Regions from separate parts of the Mus musculus genome. Here region 2 is linked to region 1. The links are chromatin contacts, called in public capture Hi-C maps. All regions are on one chromosome and are shown on one strand. The core of a region is the stretch at or near the end of the contact, and the rest is flanking DNA. Distances in the headings are between cores, read along the strand shown.

Region 1 (4,893 bases), core at 75-2,574:
ATCCTTCTCTTCCTAGCTCCTACAGAATAGCTCACTGAGCTTCCAACACTCAACGACTTTTCTAGCCTAAAGTTCTAATGTCCTTCTACGATCTTCCCATAACAACATGGCCAGGACTGTGACAGCAATACCCTACTTCTGGTTCCAATTTTTGTCCCAGTTAGGGTTACTACTGCTGTGATGAAACACCTTGACTAAAAATCAATCTGGGGAGGAAAGGGTTTATTTAGCTCGTGCTTCCACATCACTGTTCATCATCAAAGGAAGTCAGGGCAGGAACTCAAACAGGGCAGGAACCTGGAGGCAGGAAGTAGCTCTCAGTCTTATAGAGGCATTTCCTCTATAAGATGACCATAGCTGTGTCAAGGTGACATAAAACTATCCAGCACAAGAATGGCCCATCAGCTCAAGCATTTTTGGTGTTCTCTGCTACCCCTCATACACACAGAAGCAGACTCCTCAGAGTGCAGGATAAACACACAGAATTTACCCTGGTCTTCTTTTCCTCTATCCTTGAATTTAGAATACATTCATCCTAGACACACACACACACGATGTGTGTTTATTGATGGTGGTGTTAGAAGCAATAATTTAAGGAACCATGAGCAGAATGGTTAATTTCTAACTTGTTGAAAACTTATCACCTTGCAGAAAGAAATGTTTCAATATCCAAGTCACTAATATTCCGGATGTTCTCAGCAACAGAGCAAATTTGTGATTACTGGGACAAACTGGAGGTTTCCAAACAATCTCATAGGGGCGGGGCCAAGGCGATCTATTTATCTGCCTTGCATAGTTTGCTCTATTCCCGGAGCAGAGAAGACAAGCCTGTTAGGCTGTGATTGGAGGCCGTCTCAGGAGCTTCCTCAAGTGTAAACCGAAAGCACTATCCACCTCTCTCAAAGCCAACCTCACAAGTATCCTGACACGGAGAAGAACCCACACGTACTTGTTTGGGGCTCCAACTCCCAGCCTAGCTCATCCATAGTCATGCATGCCCTGAGGAGATGCGCCCGCCTTGCCTCCAGCCGCCTCCCCTTCCCAGCCTGCCCCGGGCCGGCCTCCCCGTGGACATTCGCGCTCGGACATCAGTACCTGTCACTCGGGCCCCGTCGGCGCAGCCCGGGCAACAATGGCGGCGGCGTGGCGGGAGCCTCCGTGGCAGGCTCGACTCAGAGCTGCATCAGGGGCTCAGCTTCACCGCTTCTCTCCCTGGGAGGAGCCGGGAGCCGTCAGTACACGCTCATTCCAGCCGGGTCCCCAGAGGCCCCGGCCGGAACCCCTAGCTCCCGGGCTTCGCAGCGACCTCGCCTCGGCGCCACTGCGCATGTGCTAGTGGAGAACGCTGCTCGTCCGTAGAGCCAATGGGAAGCCGAACCCGAGCCTTCCCATCCCGAGCCCCAGGCCCTGGACCTGTCTCTATGGCAACCTCCTCCACCCATCACCGTGACTTGCCTGTTAGCTACAAGGTTTCGACCGGAACTTTAAAGTTTACCTGGGCAGAGACAGGCCTGGCAGATGACTTGGATGTCAGGGCTGCAATAGCAGTACCTGGGAAACCATTTGGAGAGTAAAGCCGGATTCTTACAACGCAGAAATAGACAGGCATCAAGTATGTGGCTTGTAGGGAGGAAACCCCACAGTGCTCTTTCTAGATGGACTGTAGTGCATAATTCCTAATGGCTCTGATTGTCACCTCTAGAATCCGACACTGAGACCTCCAGATTCAACTAACAGACAAATTCTCTGTCTTCAGCATTTCTCTTAGCTCCTTCTGTTCTGTGGATTCTTTGGTTTGTTTTTTGATGGCATCCTGAACTTCTTGGACATCATAATACTCATTTTAAAAAGTCCTTCTTGAATTTAGGTACAGTAGTCAACCTCGTCTCCCATCCTTGATAGTCTTTCTTCTGCCTGGCTGAGTCCATTGGTGATGTTTCTATTGTTTTTCTGTTCCACTCACTGAGTTTTTTAATTTTTTTAGCATTTCTGTGTGGGCTCCCTCCCTCCTCAAAATACTGATTTCTTTCCCTGCTTATGTTCACAAAACAAACAAACAAACAAAAAAACAAAACAAAAAAACCAGGTTAGATTCACTGGGCCACCAAAACCAAACACAAAAGTAGGAGAGAGGTGGATCTCTGTGAAGTTTGAGGCCAGCCTAGTCTACACAACCATTCAAGGCTAGCATGGGCTACATAATGAGAGGAGGAAAAGGATGAAGAAATGGATTAGTGGTTATGAGTGCTTATGATTCATACAAAGACTCTGGTTTCAGTTCCCAGCACCCACGTGATGACTCAAAGTCTGTAACTCCAGTTCCAGCGGCTCTGATGCCACTTTTGACTTCCACAGTCTCCTGTGATACGCATACACAACACACACACACACACAATTAAGTAAATTCTAAGAAAAATAAATAACATTATTATGTACAGCTTTGAAAATAAGTGTGAAATACCAACCAGTCAGTAGTAGGAGAAAAGAAGTCAAGATCAGGGCAGTAATTAATGTTGATGGACATTAAGCTGACTCATGTTCCTTGTGCTTGTGAAAGGAGTAACAACAAACACAGATGTACAAGCACATGCACAGTAAAGTGCAGATGCCTTTAGGTGTGTGCCTAGGAGTGGTATAGTCAGGTCATATGGAAGATTTATTTTTTTATTTTTGAGACAGGGTTTCTCTGTGTAGCCCTGGCTGTCTTGGAACTCACTCTGTAAACCAGGCTGGCCTCGAACTCAGTAATCCACCTGCCTTATTTTTTATTTTTATTTTTATTTGATAAGCCTCTGCATTGATTTCCATAGTGCCTGAAGCACATTACATGCTCACCAACCATGGATAAGGTAGCCTCTTTCTCTGCAACCTTAAAAGCATTTGTTGACGTTTGTTTTCTTCCAATAGCTATTCTGACTGGAGTGAGATAGAATCTCAAAGTAGTGTTTTTCTGATGGCTAAGGAAGTCAAACACATTAAAAAGTGTTATTGGTCATTTTTATGTCTTCTATTGAGAATCGAGTTCATTGGCCCATTTACTGCCTGGTGTTTAATTTCTGCACAGTTCTGTATATAGTCCAGACTAGTGGTTCTCAACCTGAGTTGTGACCCTTTGGAGGTTGAATGACCCTTTCACAAAAGGTTGCCTAAGACCATTGGAAAACACAGATATTTACATTATGATTCATAACAGCAGCAAAATTACAGTTATGAAGTAGCAATGAAAATAATGTTATGGTTGGGGGTGGGGTCACCACAACATGAGTAACTATAATAAAGTTTCACAACATTAGGAAGGTTGAGGATCAGTTTGTCAATTTCTGAGTCTAGTTTCTGTGCCATTCAGAAATTTCTTGCATAAACCTGTATCCCAAAGTTTTTCTTCTATATTCCTTTAGCGGTTTCAACAGTTGTGATTTTAAGCTAGGGCCTTTGATGCCATTTGAACTGATAATTTGGTTTGTGATGAGAGATCTGGATATAATTTTATCCTGAAGGTGAGTATCTAGTTTTACCAGCACCATTTATTGAACAGCGTGTCTATGCCTGTACCCTCTGTTATGTTTCATTGATGTGTGTTTGTTTTTGTCACTATGACTCTGTTGCGTATCTTGAAGCTAGGTCATGTGATAATTTTGTGTCTTTCTACTTATAACCGATTTGGCAATCCACGGTTCTTGCATTTCCATATGAACTTTATGAGAGGTTTTTCTGAGACAACTCTATGGTTATTTTTGTAGTTGTTGCACCAGTTTATACTCCGACTGTCTTAGCTCGGGTTACTGTTATTGAGATGAAACAGGAGGCAGCAGACTGGAGCTAGAAGAAGTCTAATTGTGCGTACAACATTGGGGACAACATTGGGGACAGGAGAAGACAAGGTTGGATACTGATCAAGTCCAGGGGTGGCCTCATCGGCCTGGGCTTCGTGGATACTGCGGAGATACAGGCACGTGTTGGACTCACAAAGATTAGCCCCACATCCTGAGCTGACACATAGATTCTTTGGGTGAGGATGAGGTGGAAGCACACAGGATAGGGTAGGGAGGGACTGGCTAATCTTGGCACAACAGCAGCATGGGTGTCCTGCTGACACCCCCCCTCCCCTGGCAGGGCGCAGACATCCAAGTGGTCACTTCCCAACCTCTCCTGAAGGCAGGAAGGGGGAGGGAGAGCAAACTCAGAGCAGGGAAGCAGTCATCAGCAGGGACCTTTTCTGGGTGGAGGGAGGGAAGAGCATCATGACAGGATGAAATGTGTGAGAAGCTGGGGGCTGGTGAGATGATTCAGCGAGTAAGAGCACTTCCAAAGGTCCTGAGTTCAAATCCCAGCAACCACATGGTGGCTCGCAACCACCACACCTGATATTTATTTTGTTTTTGTTTTTCTTGAAATGTTTTTATTATTTTTCTTAATTTTTTATTATTTAAATGCATTGTATACATCAAACACCAATAATATTGAGTATTTTGAGAATCAAATAATACATAAAAATTTGTTCAACTTTTATATTCACATCCTTTGATACCCTAAAAATATCACTAATGAATACTTAATACCATCCATAATTGAGGATTCTGTATCTAATGTTCAATACTAAATTTTTTCAAAACACACAAAATATTCTTTAGGGCCGGGTGTGGTGGCTCACGCCTTTAATCTCAGCACCCAGGAGGCAGAGGCAGGCGGATTTCTGAGTTCGAGGCCAGCCTGGTCTACAAAGTGAGTTCCAAGACAGCCAGGGCTATACAGAGGAACCCTGTCTCGAAAAACCAAAAAAAAAATTATTTAGGAATTAAACATAATAAAAGAGCATAAAATATTAAAAATGAATCATTAAGAAATATATTTAAAAGCCCTTATATGATAACACCTGACACAGTGAGAGAGTAT
Region 2 (5,127 bases), core at 807-3,306, 330 kb after region 1:
ACAGAGAAGAGGGGGTGGTGAGATGGTGGAGGGGCTACTTCAGGCATCTAGACCATGGGATGCACTGTGCTTCCAAGTAAATGTTAGTGAGAAAATCTTTTCCTAAGGAAAGATCATGGACAAGGGAAATGGACATGCTAAAGTTTGGAGCCAACTTTGTTGGTTTGTCTGTAGTTGGCAGCTAAATTCTGTTCTCACAGAGCGTCCAATGTGTAACAGGAGTTTTAGGAGAGGATGTAGCAAGGTGCACAGAGCTAAGTAGAGATTTTTGAAGAGTAGCCAAGTGAGAGAGCAACATATGCCCACAGATAGCAACCTCTGTTTGGGAAAACAAGAAGGAGCATGAGTGAGCCCCTGAGATGGACCCGGTGGACAGAGTCCTGGCTCTTGGTAGACAAAGCTGCACCTGGTTTCTGATGAGGAAGTACAGTTGGCACAGGGCTGGTGGCTTCTGGATAAAGGCTGATGGTGGCTGATGATTGAGTGATAGAAAACCCCAGAGTGACTAGAAAGGAAGTCTGGTGACAGTAGGACAGAGGAAGGAAGTTATAGAGTTGGCCTCAAGCAGCCTTCTCTTTAGGCAAAGTTGTCTCAGTCAGCTCCATTGCCTCTCTATGTCCAAACCTCTGGTAAGTATCCTCCTCTGCTAAGCAGCACATGTGTGCATGCAAACCACAAATGTTGGTTGCTTAACTACTTTGTGGCAAGCACGATAAGGTGCAAGGATGATAATTACCTTTTAATTCTGGCAAACACTTGGCAATCATACAAGGGTATCTAACATATGTTTTTGTTTGTTTTGTTTTGTTTTTAAATTGATTGCTTCCCCCCTACCCCCCGTAAATAGAGTTGATCAATTTAACCCAATTTAACCAGGAAGTTTATAACACTTGTATGTTCATGCATTGCTTCAAAGACCAGGTTGTGCTGTGATTTCCCCTGTTTCTAAATCAAACACTGGATGACCAATGCTCAGTCCACATCATATTGAAGATGGTACAATACAGAGCATGAAAGATGACTCCATCTTCACTAGATCTCCGTTAAATTTGGTTCAGAAATTTCCAACTCTCAGGCCCCAAGAGGTAACATATCATGTTGGCAGCAGCTTGGGGGCATCACTGAAGCCCATCCTGAGTCCCGAGAATCAAGAAAAAGAAGTTTACTACACTTGAGAGGGAGATGGTTGCTTGGAAAGGCATCTCGAATCAGGATCAGGAGTTGCTGTCAGGAGGGAGAACAGGAAAAAGAGAAGGCTAGCAACGCAGTCCTGCGTGGGATATGACAGCCTCTGTGTAGCTTACCCAGTCATGCATCCAGACTAAGCATGGGACCGTCAGGTGGTCTCTGTAGTTACCCACCCCCGGCTTCTTGAGACAAGCATTCTGTGCTCATTGTCAGAAAGCCAAAGTCACTTAATGTGCACCCTGCTGGTACCACTCTAGCCGTCCCTGTTCACCTTCTTATGACTTCAGTTGGCACCAGCCTCTGCAATAACCAAGTTTCTAAATGGGTAAAACTGACGACCCACTCCCCTCTGCATGCCTATTGTCACATGTTAAGATCCCCTGGGAGCTGCCTCATCCTGGGAATGGCACACAAGGAACACCAAGAGTGATTAACTGGGGGGGGGGGGGGTGTCTTTCCTCTTAACAGTTACCAGTGTGAATTGTTAGGGCTGGCACAGCTAGGATGCCACCTCAAGGAGTATTAAATCCTCTAGGTCTGCATTTTAGGGATGCTCTACCACTGGGTGTGGCTAGGCCAATGACTGCCCCAACCCCCTCACCTGGTAAAAGAAATTTTATTAGGTCTTGGAAGGATGTGACAGTGATGGACTTGTAAGTAAAACATGTGGCGGTGTCGACAGAAATATTATTTGTGTTTACTGAAAACTTAAAAGAGGGAAGATCCCAAAGGTAGCTGGTGCGCCTTGGAATGGATAGGGAGTTCCAGTGCCTCCTGGACGCTCTAGTCTCCCAACACCCGCTATCCTTGCACGGTTACTACGCTCGTGAGCGTCCATAGCAACCGCCTAGGGCAGGGCTTCCCTGCTGGTACCCAATCCGCTTCCTACTAGGGACCCTGGCTGCGGTTGAGTGGTCCAAGGTTTGATGTCAAGTGGGGCTGGGCGAGCCAGCCTCTAGGGCCGCTGAGGGTCCACAGCGAGCACAGGTGAGTGATCTAGGAAAGTCCTGGCCCCCAGGGCTGCGGGATGTCTCACCCTCGGTCCCCAGGCAGCCCGGGTCTGCTGTCCCATCCTGTGGTCCACGGAAGGGGCATCCATCCTGTTTCTCACCTGCTTTTTCAGAGTATAGCTTGTGTCTGAAACCCAATCCCTCCTCTAAGGCTGCTTTCTCAGCCTAGGCTTCCAGGTAGCTTAGGGGAGGACTTGTTTCTGAAATTCAAACCAAGGCTAGTGTCCTCTGGTACTCCCTGTCTCTGGAGACTTTTTTTTTTTTTTTGGCGGTTAAAACCAAGTCTCTCAATACTGCCCTGGTACTTACAGTGTTGTAATAAGCAAATACTTGAGAAAGGAGAAACACTCTTTGCTTGGTTATTAAGAAAGGAAGCTGTGTTATGGATAGGTAAAAATATTTGATGAATCTAATAAAATATTCTATTCCTTTTATAAACAAAATATTTCGCACAATAATTCAGTGAATAACATCTGTATGCCAAGTCACCCTGTCCACCCCTTAAACGGTTACAAGGACAACCGTGACCTGCTTTGTGGCCCTCTTTTCCCAGGGTGCTCACCTACCAGAATTTAGTATATCCTTATATTCTGCATATTCTACACTTTTATCATGATATATCTAATCCAGATGCCAACACAGGTACTGCTTTAAGTGTATGCAATGATATGTAACAGACAATCTGCATCAAATGTGTTATGAATATACCTTACATCACCTATACAGCTGCTCTTTTAGTTTGCTCCCTTAAAACTACTGGAGAGTAATTCTTGGGCATTCTAATTGTTTCTGTATATGGGTGTCTCTGGGCAGACAGGTATGACAGTAAAAGTAGCTAGGGGTTTTCTTTCCCTTGCCCTGGGGAAGAATTCATTTGCATTTGTTTGTTTGTTTAAAGATAATTAAGTCTCTCCATGTTCTTATTTAACCTTAAAGCTGAAGTGTTTCATGTTGAAATTCAAGTCATGGCTTCTAATTTTGGTGTTTGTTTAAAAGACAAAATGTTTATATGATATGAAGAGAAGCTCTAGCTAAGTGTGGTATTTATTAACATGTATCTCTGGTCCCATCTGACCCTGGGTTAGCTACTGGAACCAGTGGACCTGGTTCTAGTCCTGTGGGTCTGTCTATGAAGCCGTCAAGCCTGTGCCTGCCACTGATCTGAGGCAGGGCGTGGAGCGAGGTAATGCAGTTTCTGGACTTGTGTCTTCTGGGGATGTTCTGTAAAGGTTTTTGCTCTTTTAAATATTTATGATCCTAAAGTCTTGACTAAAATATGCCGAGAAAATACATCCATTCAAGTCAAGCTCATCTTCTGAATTGTAAATGGATCTTTCCAGTATTTGTATTCTTGGTGGGGTCCATTGTATCTTTAGCAAATCAATATTTATAGTCGAGTACTATAGCACTTTCGGTATGTTAATACCTGTTGATCACACATTAAATGAATAAAGCCCAACACTGTTTGACTTTGTAGCACATCTCCTTTCTATTGTTAGTAACAAAATATAATGTATTTATTTATGTTTACTTATTGGAACCCTGGCTGGCCTGAAACTTGCTATGTATACCAGGCTGGTCTCAAAACTCATAGGAATCCACCTGCCTCAGCCTTCTAAGTACTGGAATTAAAAGCATGCACGTCACATCTGTATCCGAATGTCATTTAAAAAGCAAAAAGCCATGGTCTGGTCTAGGGCATGATCCCCATGCCTACTTCTATCTGTCTTCCCAAAGACCTTATTGAATTTCCATGCAAACAGAAGACAAATACAGTGTTAGCAAGTTTAGCAAGTGTTGCTCACACTTGCTTGGAGTGTGCCTGAGTTAGAATTTGGAGATCTAACACTGCAAAAGACACAATCGGCCAAGTGATCCAGAGTCTTTGTCAAGTGAGGTATGCATCAGAGGGTAGCTTGCAGGAGTCAGTTCTCTCTCCACTGTGTGGGTTCCTGGACCTGAATTCACTCCTCCGGGTTGGTTGTAGGTACCTTTATTCTCTGAACTGTCTGTTGGGCCTGAGCTGTCCACTGTTAGCATAACATTGGGAGTACTGTTGCCTTATTAGCCTTCTCACTGTTACCGTGGGTGACAATACTCCTCTTTCCTTCCTAATTTGCCTTCTCTTTCTTTTGGTAAGTCTGGCCAATTTGCTCATTTTATTGACAGTTTTATTGGTTTGCTTTTTTCGTGGATCCTTTTTCTGTTTCGTGGATGTTTCTCTTTGCTTTCTCTCCCCTCTGCTTTGGGTTTATTTTGCTTTTTACTTAGATTAAAACACACACCAGCAGAGGGACACACCTTTAATCTCAGTCTGGTCTACAGAGTGAGTTCCAGAACAGCCAGGACTACACAGAGAAACCTGTCCTAAAAACAAACAAACAAACAAAACACAAAAAGTAACAAAACAAAACAACCCCTTAAACAAACAAACCAATACAGATCATGGATTTGAGCTCACCACTTTCTAATATGAATGAAGATGTACCCTTTGTCCTCGTAGCAACTTTTGCTGTGTTTCATTAATTCACATAAGTTGTGTTTTGTTTTCATCCAGTTAAAGATAGTTTCCAGTCTCCCATGCTATTTCCACATTGATTCATGAGCTTTTAAGAATTGTATTGTTTAATTCCCTATAACTTGAGGGATTTCTAACTGTCCCTTATCAACCTATAACTTAATTTTGACATATTCAGGAAACATATGTAACTTGTATCGATTCAGTAGTTTAGGATACCTTAGGTCCAGTTAGTGTAGGTTATTTAAATGAGTATTAATCAGTATATATTTTCTATGAATTGCTGACAGAAGAGGATTGGATATCCAACTGCAATGGTGGACTTGCCTGTGCCTTATTTTAATCCTGTCAATCTTTGTGTTATATATTTATGTCAATGACTACAATAGACTTTTAACATCTCTTAAAATG

What was found. Capture Hi-C pulls out chosen DNA fragments and counts their contacts.
Region 2: a capture Hi-C map of embryonic stem cells shows a contact between it and region 1, with 2.8 times the contacts expected there. The contact joins the promoter of Tekt3 here to the promoter of Zfp287 in region 1. A contact is called at or near these places in 1 of 39 promoter capture datasets (embryonic stem cells), 1 of 484 Hi-C or Micro-C datasets (pre-pro-B cells), 2 of 115 datasets of contacts at active chromatin or transcription factors (embryonic stem cells and stem cell-derived neural progenitor cells) and 1 of 9 other capture datasets (embryonic stem cells).

What each region holds. Positions count from the first base shown.
Region 1 is chr11:62,730,572-62,735,464 of GRCm38.p6, forward strand. Zfp287 (zinc finger protein 287) reads right to left here and starts at 1,325. Exons shown (of 6, transcript NM_133208.3): 1 at 1,096-1,325.
Region 2 is chr11:63,059,603-63,064,729 of GRCm38.p6, forward strand. It overlaps Tekt3 (tektin 3), which reads left to right and starts at 2,057. Exons shown (of 8, transcript NM_027660.1): 1 at 2,057-2,175.